Regions from separate parts of the Sus scrofa genome. Here region 2 is linked to region 1. Evidence: chromatin contacts called from public HiChIP or PLAC-seq data. All regions are on one chromosome and are shown on one strand. The core of a region is the stretch at or near the end of the contact, and the rest is flanking DNA. Distances in the headings are between cores, read along the strand shown.

What was found. HiChIP or PLAC-seq counts read pairs in DNA pulled down with a chosen protein or histone mark.
Region 2: an H3K27ac HiChIP or PLAC-seq map of skeletal muscle shows a contact between it and region 1. The contact joins two enhancer-like sites. A contact is called at or near these places in 2 of 2 datasets of contacts at active chromatin or transcription factors (alveolar macrophages and skeletal muscle).

What each region holds. Positions count from the first base shown.
Region 1 is chr6:152,923,491-152,930,481 of Sscrofa11.1, forward strand. All of the region lies in intron 8 of FGGY (FGGY carbohydrate kinase domain-containing protein), which reads right to left. Among named protein-coding and RNA genes, the nearest start is that of HOOK1, 220 kb to the left of the region's middle. Within about 2 kb of position 5,446, at least 14 of the 83 cell types and tissues checked have an H3K27ac peak or open chromatin away from gene starts, as enhancers often do. A contact at or near this core is called in skeletal muscle, where this site is marked.
Region 2 is chr6:153,143,415-153,150,541 of Sscrofa11.1, forward strand. The region is part of intron 4 of FGGY (FGGY carbohydrate kinase domain-containing protein); the gene reads right to left. Among named protein-coding and RNA genes, the nearest start is that of FGGY, 66 kb to the right of the region's middle. Within about 2 kb of position 2,212, at least 31 of the 83 cell types and tissues checked have an H3K27ac peak or open chromatin away from gene starts, as enhancers often do. A contact at or near this core is called in skeletal muscle, where this site is marked.

The DNA of each region.
Region 1 (6,991 bases), core at 4,196-6,695:
CCCCCAGCCTTTGTCCCATCATTTTTGATGGCAGTGAGTCCATAAAAGCCTAGAAGTTCCTCAAGTGAACCATCTTCTTCCTCATCTCCAAATCTTCATAAATTCTCTTCTTTCTGTCTAAAAAGGCTGCCTCTCTCACCTTCCCCTGACTAATGCTTACATGTCCTTTTATAAGACTCTGTTCTGTATTACCCGCTCTGGGAAACCTTCTCTAAATTCTGACTTCTTCCCCAGTGCTGGCTTGGCTGCTCCTCCCCGTGTCTTCCCTTAGCTCTCTGTACTTCCACGTTGTGTCCTAACACATGTTACATAGGTCAATGTACATGCCAAGATCTGTAAATACATACATAATACATACTTCATGTGCCATGTGTCGTATGCCTTGCAAATGCCAACATCATCCAAATGCCGGGCATGGCTACCATTATTATTAACATGACAACCTCACCAGCATGAAGAGCAACAACAGACTATAACCATACATCCAATCAGCTATAAGGGAAACGTGGTTAATAAAGCTCAGGCTTGCCAAAGTTTCCTCTCCTCTATTTGGAGGTTTCTGGAAAGGTTCAGAGTTGGTCCTTCTGAGAAACCCAATCCCTTTATTTCTGAGCAAAACAAGAATACATGAAACCTGTTCACAGATCTTCAGTGGTCTGACTGAACAGGAAAGGCGCCAAGCAACTGTGTCATCCAACCAAACGGTCCCCAAATTTGGGATGGAGGGAGGCTGCCAAGTATCGTTTGCAATGTCCTGAATTATTCGCAAAGGATTTAAGACTCCTTAAACTTTCATCTTTATCATTCTTCATTCATCATCATTCTGTCATCCATATATGATCACAACAGAAATGTCATTCATATGTTTCTCATCTACTTACCTCAATGCACCCAAAGTTAATTGCAAGAGAGACCGAACCCCCAAAAAAACTTTGAGGTTCTCCTCAAGTTCCCCCTGATTTTCTTTCCCCTGTGGACAAGAAACCACACGTGGCCTTTCCTAAACCAATGCCTGACTGGCTCCAGGGAGCTCAGACTGGCTTCGGCTTTGGAAGCTCTGAGAGCTGTCTGACCCCAAAGATGTAAAATCATGTCTTATATCTTTTTCACAGTCCCAACAATCTGTGGTGGGTGAACATTTACTAGTTTCTTCTGTGGTGGGGGAGGGGTAGGCGGGGTGGAGGGGAAGGAGCTTCGGGGGGGGGGGTGCCCAGTCTACACAGTAGCTAATCATCAGAGGGATTCTTAGCTCTGTTGCTCTGATGTCACATAGCAAATTGGACCCTTAAAGTCAGAACCATATTTTCTATTTCTGTCACATCCCTCATGCGTGAGCCAAGCACTAACTATCAAGTGGTTCTCAAATATGGCCCAATCAATGCTCTTTTGATTCTAAACTGGCTGTTAGGAAAAGCAGCTCTGGCCTATAGAATTTAGGGTTCCTTTGAAAAGATGCCTGGGAGCAGCCTCACAGTCAAGGCTGATGAGCAGGGACAGAGGAGAATGACATAGCTTTTTCCCCTGTGACAAGACCTTGGCACCTATGACACAGTGCTTCCATTGGCCATGCTCTGATTTTGACTTCTGGGTTGCTGGGGACAGGTTCTCTCCCTGCCCTGCTCCTGTTTAGTTTCTGTGTTTCCCTTATTAAGACCAGAGTCTGGCCTGAGTTATTGTCTCAACAATGTGACCACTGACTTTTGATTTTCTGGTTCGACTCTCAATTTTCTGTCTCAACTTGCTGTGTGACCTTGGCCCTTGGGGTGTTCATCTGAAAAATGGGGCAAACAGGACCTCTTTTCACAGACTTGTAAAGATTAAATGTGACACAGTCTATTATAGGCATTGGTACAGTGCCTGGTACATTCAGTGACTCAGGGAAACGTAGCCTGTATTAATATCATCACCTCCATACTGGCCAAAGTGTACTTCTTATTTATGGATTGGTGTACACAGGGGTGTTTAATTTTAAAAAGTACGATCTGATACCATCTTGACTAGAATGCTAAAGTAGGGTACAGATGTTGTACTGACTCTAGAGAAGAGAAAGCGAGATAAGAAACTATCACCTGGATTCATTTCTACTGGGAAGATCTGTCACTGGGATTAAACACAATTGAGGCTTTACCTTGTTAACAGCTTATTATATAAAGGCAAAGAGAATGTAGGCTGTTTTATTTATTTATTTTGTCTTTTCTAGGGTCACACTTGCATCATATGGAGGTTCCCAGGCTAGGGGTCTAATCGGAGCTATAGCCGCTGGCCTACACCACAGCCACGGCAACTTGGGATCTGAGCCGTGTCTGAGACCTACACCACAGCTCACAGCAATGCCAGATCGCTTAACCCACTGAGTGAGGCCAGGGATTGAACCCACAACCTCATGGTTCCTAGTCAGATTTGTTACAGCACCACGATGGGAACTCCATAGGCTGTTTTATAATGGGGCCTCTTTCAATAAAAGTCACAATTTCTGTGCATGTGCATCCATTGTTGCCTTTTGCAAGCACTCCCCAAAGACCCCACTCCTGCTAATCAGGTTTAGTTCAAGGGAATTTGGGCCATGTCCATACAAGACTAAACCTAAAGAATCCTGATCCTGGAGTTCCGGGAGCTGTAATGTAGGTCGCAGATGAGCTGTGGTGTAGGTCGCAGACTCGGCTTGGATCCTGAGTTGCTGTGCTCTGGCATAAGCCTGTGTGGCTACAGCTCCAATTAGACCCCTAGCCTGGGAACCTCCATATGCTGCGCATGCAGCCCTGGAAAAATACAAAAAGAGCAAAAAAAAAAAAAAAAAAAAAAAAAATCCTGATCTGCAGAACTCTCTCTCTCCATTTTTGGCCTCACAAAAGAAGAGACGGCTAACCTGGCTGGGCAAACAGAACTAGAAACTACCTATAGCTACATGGATGGCTCCCCCAGTGAGCGACTGCAGAACTGTTATAAACTGAGAAGCGTTTGTTGAATATCAGCCGAGGGGCATAGGATGAAGGAGGTTATCTCTTACATTTTCTCTACAACAATGGAGACTGTAGAGAGTGATGGTTGGATGAAGGAGGTCAGGAGAAGGGAGATGGGGAGTCGGGGTGTGAAACCTACCCTTGCTTGGCTACCTACTATGTCACAGGGGCAGTGCCCAGGTGGCACATGGGGCAGCATGGCCACAGCAGACAGGTGATCATGACCCTCCGTGCTGCCATTTCTGGATGAGGCATGCAGGGTGCTGCAGAGCCACCACCGTCACATGAAGTGACATGACCTAAAGCCTCTCTGTCCTCCCACAGGGAGCAGGGGCCCCTGAACACACATTCCCCCCACCCAAGGTGCTGGGCAAGCCAGTGTCGGACTTGCTTTTGATGGGAAAGAGAACTGAGCTTCAGAGATATTAACTCAAGTTTCCAGCCTCCAAACAAGACAGAACCAGGATTTAGACTCAAATCAGAGCCAAGAATCCGTATCTTTTCTGAGACACTTTCAGAGGAAATAAAAAAGAGGTTGTGTAAAGGAGAGACAGGCAGGGAGCACCCTTTTCAACGTCTGGTCTGGAATCAGCCCAGCTCCTCCTAGACCTCAAGTGGAATATGTCCTTTGCAAATTCAACAGACATGACGGGATATTACTATACTGGGTGGGAGCAGAAGAGAAGGAGAGAGAGAGCCCACACACTCCAGCGCTATCTTTTCTTCTTCACATTCAATAGCAGTTCTTTAAGAATGTTAAGGGGAGGGGGGGAATCCCATGTTAAAAAAAAAAAGAAAGTACTTAAAAATTGTGTTCCTAATTGCAATGTATACATGTAAGGATAACCTGACCCCCTTGCTGTACAGTGGGAAAATTTAAAAAAAAAAATAAAAAAAAATAAAAATTGTGTTCCTGGCTTGTACAACAGAGGGAAACGGAGTAAAGAAGAAAGGATGCCCAGACGGGAAGTTGACTGGAAGGGTTTGCCCTCTGCCTGCTCACTTATAAGAGACCCCCCCCCCCACTAAAACATGTAAACACTGCAGAACAATCAGAAACAAATGAAACAAAGCCTTCAGAGTAACAGTGTTCAGCTGTGGGCTATGGCCAGGAGGCAGCTTCTGTTACAACAGATCCTCTGTATGTGAGGCAGGCCTGATTTTAACCCTTGGCTAGGCCAAGGCTCTTTGGTATATGAGAATGGATCAGGGCCCATCTGGATTTCCTTAGAAAAAAAGGATATGGGGGTGGAAGTAGAATGGGGGGCGGTGTGGAACAGCTATCTGTAAAATATAAAATCTCCGACCTGATGAAGGACAGGGTTACAGTTCTTTGGGCGTAGTTTAAATAGAGTTTCTGTTATTCATCAGTTGTCTATTTAACTCACAATGTAACAAATGACAATCACAATGTGTTTTTTTTTTAAAGCCTTACAAATAAAGGGGAGGGGAAGGGGAAGGGGAAGGAAGGCAGCTAACATTTGCTAAGCAGCTACTATGTGCTGATAATTTAGACATATTCTCAGACAGAGTCTTCCTGATAATTCTGCCACTCCCTTTGGTTTATAGATAAAGAAGTCAGTCATGGCTCACAAAAATTCAAAGCCTTGTTCATGGTCACCCAAGTGCCAAGTGGCAGAAGGGAAATTTGATCTGGGTCTGCCTGACCCCCCCAAAGCCATGGTCTTCCTTCTATAGCTGCTTCTTTGGGAACCAGGAAAGTTAGATGAACGCAAAAAGATCACAGCCCTTCCCCTAGCCTGGTTCTAGTTTGGGCTGTGGGTTTACAGAGAGGGCGCCAGGGTACTGGGCGAGGGAAAGAGCAAACCAAGCCTGGTTGCTGGAGACCAGTGTGCTTCCCTAAGATTCTGACTTCCTCACTCTCTCCACTCATCATGCAGCAATCAGACACAAGATTAAATGAAACTGGCCACCAGGGCCAGCCTGGCTTCCAGGATGTGTGAATTCCGGCAGGACGCTCTGTGTGCTGATACCCTCGGTGTGTGGCGTGGGCCCATTCGTCATTGGCACAGCAATTTGAGACTCTGGCTCTCACCTGAGGGACAGATGTCAGGGTTAGGAGTCAGAGCTATTTTTCCACTTCACTGGCCTGCTTGCAGAGGGCGGTGACTGAGCACTCAGCCATGGTAGGCAAAAATACTCCTCCACCCTCCAGGCCTGCCTCTGGGGGGATACAGAGAGGTGGGTGCTGGTTCATGAGGCCTAGGGGCTGGTGAGACTGCTTCTTTAAGGACCAAGAGTGCCACAAAGAAGAGACACTTCGTTCAGCCAGGCTGGGAATCGCAGCCCAGACAGCAAAGTATGAGACCCTGATGAATCTTGGTTTCTTCCATGTCAGTGACAGACAAGAATATTCACCTTCCAGAATGTTCGGGAACATTAGAGGCAACATAGAGAAATCCCTGACATGCCGCAAGCACCCAGTAAATAATCAACAAGTGAGAGCTGATTATTTAACTTTTTGAACCAGGAAATGTTAAGCCAGGAAATATTTAACCTACACTTTTCTGAGTGAAGCAGGCAGACAGGCCCGGTTCATCCTTGTAAAGTGAGAATAACGGAGGTGCCGGCAGAGGGTGTGGATATCTGGAGATACAGTAGGTTTCAGATGGTAGAAATCTGGGTCTTTGTTTGTTTTAGGGCCACATGTGAGGCATATGGAGGTTACCTGGCTAGGGGTCAAATCGGAGCTGCAGCTGCCTGCCACAGCAACTTGGGATCAGAGCCGTGTCTGCAACCTACACCACAGCTCACAGCAGCTCGGGATGCTTAACCCACTGAGCGAGGCCAGGGATCGAACCCACATCCTCATGGATACTAGTCGGGTTTGTTACTACTGAGCCACATGGGAACGTCTGGGTCTCCTTTCTTAGGCCAGACCAAGAGGATCGCTTGGATCTCAAGTTGTATCCCTAATGGGTTGATGGTTTAAAAAAAATAAAATAATGTTTACCCTTGAGGCATTTCTGTTAATTGAGGCTTTGCACTCATCTGTGAAGAGTTTCCATAGCTGCCTTCTAGGGTTGTGGGGAAAATACCTGGGCCCTTCAAAGAATCAAGATTCTGGGAAACAGAGACACGTCACACATTTCCTTTGCAAACAATTAACTGAGCCCGTACTATGTGTTAGGTCCTGGAGAAACACAGATGAAGAAAAAGATATTTTCTTTGCCTTAGTTTTTGGTGTAATCGTGATTGACGTCTGACAGCTAATCCCCAAATGGCAAGAGACTCTGTTAAGCACCTCAATAAAGGGCTAAATTCTTAGCCCAATAATGGCTTGAAGTGGGTGTTATGATTTGGCTGGAATGTAGAATATATGGTAAATAACAAAAACATCACACAAATGGTGAATTGGCACATGCTGTGATGTGAGCAAAAGACTGGGTGAGTAGCTTTTCTTGCACAATTTCATGTTAATTACCACAGGCCTGTAAGGTAGGTATCTACATTCCCACTTTACAGATGAGGGAACTGAGGCTTAGAGAGGTTCTCTAACTTGCCCAAGGTCACGCAGCCATGGAGCAGGATGTGCAAATAATAGATGTGAGACCCAGGAGTCCAGGGTAGGCAGAGGTCAGATGATGAAAATCCATTCATGACATGCTAAGATGCAGGAATTGTTTTTCTTGAAGGCAACAGGGGACATAATCCCAATTTACGTTTCGGTTGCTTTTTAGCCGGAAGTCCACAATCCTACCACTGCGCCCTCTCAAGCACGTATTCAGGATTACCAGGGGCCAAACTTACACAATGCTTCAGTTTGGTTTGTTTTGATTCACAACTGAATGCATAATGAATGATAATTGTCTGTTACGTTGCTCCAAAGTTCCTGTGGTCACAGGCTACGTAAGTGTTCCACACAGAGCCGGGCTTTTCCTCCGGAGCCTGCAAGCTGGGGATCAAGCCTCATGGTGTGTAAGGGTGTGTGTGGTTTCTTCTGTTTTGCTAGGTCGACAGGTCTAGGCAGAGGAAAAGAGGCTCTGTCTCAAACACATTTCTCCAGAAAG
Region 2 (7,127 bases), core at 962-3,461, 220 kb after region 1:
AGGGTTTCCACATGTCTTACCTCCTTAGAACAATACAAAAGTTATTACATCAATTTTACAGATGTACTACTGGCCTTTATCTACATTTGCCCTCCAGTTCTATGAGTTCTTCCTATTTTCCCCTTTCCTATCACTGCTATCTGAACACAGACACCTACGTACATCAAAGAAGCTGAGTATTAACCCAGAAGCAGGGTCCCATTGAAACAAGAGTAACATCAAAAGGGGTTAGACGGAAAAGACAGTGTTAAGCCCATTCTCTGTCACTGTTGTTATTTGTTTTAAATTCCTAAGCATTTGGGTGAGACCTTACATCTAGAAAGGGCTAAACTTTCCTTTGAACACTTGTACATCTTAAGGTTGGACAAAGCAGCACTTAACGTTGACTACAGATGCCTGACACAGCTCTGAACTAGCAGTATCTCCATACACAAATAGGTCCCAATCAGCAAATGGCAGCCTTTGAAACTATGAGTCAAACAACTAGTATGTCTTCTGGGTAGTCCCCCAAATCGCTTTCCATGTGCTTTGTGGTTTCGGTGATCAGTTCTCAGGGAGAAAAGCCTCATTCTAAAGACTCCAGAAATCCAAGGCCAATGAGAAATAAACCACGAAACCAATGCAGCAACAACCAGTGCCTCCAGCCAAGGCCAAGCTGTCCTCCTCAACTCCGAAAACAACTGCTTCTGTTAGATCTTGTGTACGGCCACTAAAGACCCTGCAGAATGAGAGCTTTCAGCCTGGAGCCTTGCGGACAGCCGCTGCCGCGGACAATGGAACCCGGGCAGAATATCTCGAAGAGAACTGCAGGCCTCCTGCCAGAAAGAGACACGCTGGGGGCAGGAGGTGCAAGGCAGCCAGGCAGCGTCATCTTTTCTTGAGACAACGCTGGCTTCACTGAGCCGAGGCGCGACCTCCCCACAGGATGAGAAACTTGCGAGGAGTGTTTCCCTAAAAGGATGCACAGGGTCTCTGGGGAGAAGACAGCAGCAGTGTGTACCCTCTGCCTTCCCCACAAAAGCAAAGTCTGAAGCTTGGCCAGCAGAGGGAAGTGGGGGAAGAGTCTGCCTGGACGAGTGGGACTTTTTCCAGGAGCCTGACCCCTTACTTGGAGATGCTGACACTACCTACGAGGTTCCCATGCTGTTCTGAAGTTGAGCTCCATGATTCACAAGTGCTTAGTCATCACATGCTAGATTGGCAAAGGGCCTATGAGCCCCCGTGGATGGATTTTTAATCCAGGGCCATGGGAAAATCTCTCCATCTCTCCCTCGCCCCAGAGAGGACAACCACAGCCAAGGGTCTCGATGTTACTGAATTAATCTACCCTTGGAACCACTGGGCTTGCATCAGACACGGTGATTCTCTTCGTAGGTCCTTCCACAGCTTACAAGAGTGCCCCCGCACACCTCCTCTCCTTGGATTCTCAGGGCGGCGGTGGGGGACAGGTGCCTACAAAGGATGTAGAAACTTAGGTTTGAACGACAAGGTCATAGCCCAGGGCTTCCTGCTCTAAGGTGACAGTTCCTTTGCCCAGGCCACAGTCACCACCCGAAGGCTCCCAGATCTAGCAGAGCTGTGGGTTTTGGCCTTTTGGAAGCATCGTGATGGAAGCTTTTACCATTCTTTACAGAGAGAAAAACAAAAAACCAAAACAAAACAAAGAAAAGCCCTCCCCAACATATTTTTAATTTTTTTTTTCCTAATATTAGAGCTCTCACTTTCAATCCGGGGCAACTCACTTAAATTCTAAGACCTTGATAACAACCTCCGGGCACAAATGGTGCACAGGTTACAGGAAACACAGAGCATGTCCCCAGCGCATGCCAATGTCAGGCACACCTCACTGTGTAAGCACTGAATCGGATTCAAATGAGGAGCAGAGCTCTCTGTGCTGAAGGAGCAAAGTCTATGTCCCAGTTACCAAGCAACTAACAAAAACTAGTCTTTTCAAGAAAGAAGAAAGAAAAAAAAAAAGAGAGAGGGAGAGAAATCAGCAGTGATTGGGGTGTGTGACTTGGCAATAGAGGCTCCCGCATTCCAATAACAATCCTTTGAGCTAAGCGATCCCTCAGGCTTGAAAGCAACCAAAGAGAACAACTCTTTTTTTATAAAATCATCTATTACTTCATAAAACCACAGCCTTTCTTGGGAGGTGGCTACCACTCAAAACACACACAGCTGCAGGGCTCAGCAGAGGGCGGAGATGGAGTAATAGATCCAAGATTCAGGGCCAGGCAGCAGCCAGCCCACCAGGCTGGGGCACAGAGCTGGAACCCTCTTCCATGCCTTCTCACTGTCCTGTCCAGGGAGGGGGTGAGGTCTCCGCTGGCTTCCAGATCCCAAGGGAACCTGGAGGGGGGTGTTGGGGTGAGGAGTGGAAGATGAAGCAGACACTGCAAAGTATGTTGGGAGACGCCAGGCTCTAGGAACAGCATGAGAAAGAAGGGGCTGGCCAATTAAAAAAGGCTCATCTAAGTGTTTTGCTATGACTTGCAAAGGGAAGCTATTGGGCTCCCTGCTGTGTGCAGTGAATGAAACTCTCCTCCCACTAAGTGATCCTGCCAGAACATCCCAAATACTCACGATGTTGTTTTCCAGCACAACTACCCAACAAAAAGCAAAACTTGATCCTCACGCCACCCAGGACTGTGAATCAGGGCACAGGCTGATAACCCGGAGAGGAAAGATGTTTCAGGAAGAAACTCAATCCTTAAGCTCACTCTTTGGGGAAAAGAAAAAAAAAAATGCTGAAAAACATGTTCATAATCCCCAACCCGAAAATTCCCAGAATGAATGAAACAATTGTGTTTCAAACTCTCATACACAGAGAAAGAGACCAAACGCTGGAGATACTTCAGTCAGACAGATATGCTGAGAGCTTTGTGCTACCAGAGGCATCGCACAAAGGTGACATCTCTTTGCTTAAAGTGGTCCTGCAGTTCTTCGTGGCCCAGAATCACATTTTATCTGCTTGACATGGCTCACAGGACACTTGACAACCTAGCTCCAACTTGGCCACGACTTTTATGAATTCTTCTGGGCTCACTGCCCCCTCTCTTAGCCACTCCCCACCCTGATCTCACCTCATTTCATTCCCTTCCCCAAACACACTGTACTTCTTCATATTTTCCTGCCCCTGTTGAGGTCTCTACTGAGACTGTTTTCCCATCTTCTCTCATGATCAAACATCTACCTTTGATTCAAATGCAGCTCAAATGTCACCCTTACCCCCCATCTCTTGCTGTGTCCTAGCTATATATTCACACACTTAAATCCATCTCAAAAAGACAAATTCCTGTAGGGCAAAAGCCAGCTAACGCGTGGGGAAAAAAAAAAAGTTTCAGGAGGTACAAAGAAATTTAAAGTCAGACACTTCTATGATGAAATTACAACAACGCTGGAGAAAGACGTGTGCAAAGGAAACGGTAATTAATAAGATGATGTATGACAATAATGTAATGAGCCTGATAGCAAGGTTTGGTGAGTCAGCCTCATAACTTTATCATAATATTTTGTGTGTGTGGCCATATATCTGCCTCTAATGAGTAATCACAGAGTTCAGAAGAGGAAGGGGCTTTGAGGCCAGGGTGACTAAAAAAGACTTCATGGGGGGAGAGATTTGAGCTGAAGTCTAAAGGTCCAGCAGAATAAATGCTTATGCTACTGCTGAGAACAACTTCCAAGAAACACAACTCTGAAATGCTAAGGTAGATCACCCCCCTGAGAGGAGGACTGAACTTCACAGAATTTATTTGCAAAAAGAAATAATTCCATTTTGTGTGTGTGTGTGTGTGTGTGTGTGTGTGTGTGTTTCCCCATTTCTGGCTGCCCCGTGGCATATGGAGCTCCCGGGCCGTGGATCAGATCCAAGCCACAGTCACAACCTAAGCAGCAGATGTGGCAATGCTGGATCCTTAACCCACTGTGCTGGACTGGGGATCAAACCCGAATCTCAGCGTTCCGAAGACGCCGCTGATCTCCGTGCAACACAGTGGGAGCTCCCCACTGTACATTAAATTATTTAATTTTCAAGAACTGGATACATATGTGCATCTTCCTCCCTCCAGCTCCCCTAAAGCCCTACCGTTGTACAGAAAGGTCAATTTATAATCCACACTGCAGCTGATTTCCCAACCGTAAAAATGTTATCATTTGTATGAAAACTGATCCTATTCTCCAAAGCAGGCTTTGTCCAGGAATGTGATACCATGACATGCATTAGGAAAACAAGGCTTTGGTATGTGGGCTCTAAGAACTCTGGAGTCAGGCAGACCTGAGTCTGATTATTGTCCTCATCAATTCCCAGCTGTGTAGCTTTAGGCAAGTTAATTTCTCTAAGCCCCTGTTTCCTCAAATGCCACGTTACTAGCATCAACCTCAAAGGATGTTGTGAGGGTTAAATGAAATAAGGTGGAGTGTCTGATAAGTCAACGCGGCTCACTCTAATTATTGCTGCAGAGCTTCATGTGTTTCAAAGTGCTCTGACATGCATGATCTCATCTGATCTGTATAATTCTTCAAGGCGAGGAAGGCAAGAAGTTATAAACCTCACCTTGCAGATGAAGAAACTAAAACCCATAAAGGGATAACAACTGTTCCAAGGATACTCATCAAATAAATGGAAAGACAGACTAACATGTAGATTTCTTATGCCCAGCCCAGTACTAGTTGAGGGCTCCACATCCCTAAAGTACAGTAAAATAGAGGAGGAGGAATGGAGAAGGATGCTATGGTGAGTTAGAAAACACAGTTACTAGAAGGTGGAATTGTCTCTGGAAGGAAGGGTCCTAAGAGAAGAGAAGGCTTGGGAGTGGGTGGGGTCTTACAACAGACACGAGATAAAAGTAGAAGATCTGGACAAACAGAGTGAGGAGGTCTTCTGAACCACCCCCTTCTCCTGGACTCCTCCATGCCCTTCTTCTAATCCTTCCTTTTCTGTCTCCTTTCCAAGCTCCTCTTCCTTAGTTTCCATTTATTTTTTGACTCATTGAATTTTATTACATTTATAGTTGCAAAATGATCACCACAACCAAATTTTATAGCATTTCCATCCCAAAACACCAGCCCATACCCCCAGCCCCCAACCTGTCTCCTTTGGAAACTGTAAGTTTTTCAAAGTCTGTGAGTCAGGATCTGTTCTGCAAAAAAGTTATGTCTGGTTTTTTTTTGGATTCCATATGTAAGTTATAGCATATGATGCTGGTGTCTGTCTAACTTCACTTAGCATAATAATTTATAGGTCCATCATATTGCTGCAAATGCTGGTATTTCGTTCCTTTTAATGTCTGAGTAATATTCCATTGTGCACCACATCTTCTTTATCCACTCCTCTGTCGATGGACATTTAGGTTGTTTCCATGTCTTAGCTACTGTATATACTGCTGCAACGAACAATGGAGTACATCTATCTTTTCCAGTCATGGTTTTCTCTGGACAGATGCCCTGGCATGGGATGGCTGGATCAAATGGTAATTCTATTTTTAGTTTTCTGAGGAATCTCCATACTGTTTTCCAGAGGGGTTGCAACAATTTACATTCCCACCAACAGTGTAATAGGGTTCCCTTTTCTCCACACCCTCTCCAGCATTTATTGTTTGTAGATTTTTTGATGACGGCATTCTGGCCAGTGTAAAGGGACACCTCATAGTAGTTTTGATTTGCATTTCTCTGATAATTAGTCATGTTGAATATGTTCTTTGTGTTTTTTGGCCATCTGTATGTCTTCTTTGGAGAATTACCTGTTTAGGAGTCCTGCCCATTTTTTGATGGGGCTGTTTGTTTTTTTGGTATTGAGCTGTAGGAGGTATTTGTAAATTTTGGAGATTAATCCCTTGTCAGTTGCTTCATTTGCAAATATTTTCTTCCATTCTGTGGGCTGTTTTTTCATTTTGTTTAGGGTTTCCTTTGCTGTGCAGAAACCTTTAATTATGTCCCATTCACTTATTTTTGTTTTTATTGTCATTACTCAAGGAGGTGGATCTGAGAAGACATTGCTGTGGTTTATGTTGGAGAGTGTCTAATGTTTTCCTCTAAGAGTTTTATAGCATCTGGTCTTATATTTAGGTCATTAATCCATTTTGAGTTTATTTTTGAGTTTATTTTTGTGTATGTTCTAATTGCATTCTTTTACATGTGGCTGTCCAGTTTTCCCAACACCACTGATTTAAGGGACTCTCTTTTCTCCATTCTTGCCTCCTTTGTCATAGATTAGTTGACTGTAGGTGCACAGGTCTAATTCTGGGCTTTCTATCCTGTTCCACAGATCTGTATTTCTGTTTTTGTGCCAGTACCATATGGTTTTGATGACTGTAGCTTTATAGCATAGTCTGAAGTCAAGAAGCCTGATTCCCAGCTCCATTTTTCTTTCTCAGGATGGCTTTGGCTATTCTGGGTCTTTTGTGCTTCCATACTTTAAAATATTTTGTTCTAGTTATGTGAAAAATGTCCTTGGTAATTTGATAGGGATTGAATTGAATCTGTAGATTGCCTTGGGTAGTATAGTCACTTTGATAGTATTGATTCTTCTAATCCAAGAGTATGGTATGTCTTTCCATTTTTTTGTATCGTCTTCAATTTCTTTCATCATTTTATAGTTTTCAGAGTAAAGGTCTTTTTTGTCTCTTTAGGTAGGTTTATTCCTAAGTATTTTATTCTTTTTGATGTGATGATAAATGGGATTGTTTCCCTAATTTCTCTTTCTGATCTTTCATTGTTAGTATATAGAAATGAAGTCAATTTCTGTGTATTAATTTTGCACCCTGCAACTTTGCCAAATTCATTGGTGAGCTCTAACAGTTTTCTGATAGAGTCTTTAGGATTTTTCTAGGCATAGTATCATGTCATCTGCAAATACTGATAGTTTTAGTTCTTCCTTTCCAATTTGGATTTCTTTTATTTCTTTTCTTCTCTGAATGCTGTGGCTAGGACTTCCAAAACTATGCTGAATAGCAGTGGCAAGAGCAGACATCTTTGTCTTTTTCCTGATCTCAACAGGAATTCTTTCAGCTTTTCACCATTGAGAATGATGTCAGCTATAGGTTTGTCATATATAGCTTTTATTATGTTGAGGTAGGTTCCCTCTATGTCCACTTTCTGGAGGGTTTTTATCAGAAATGGGTGTTTGA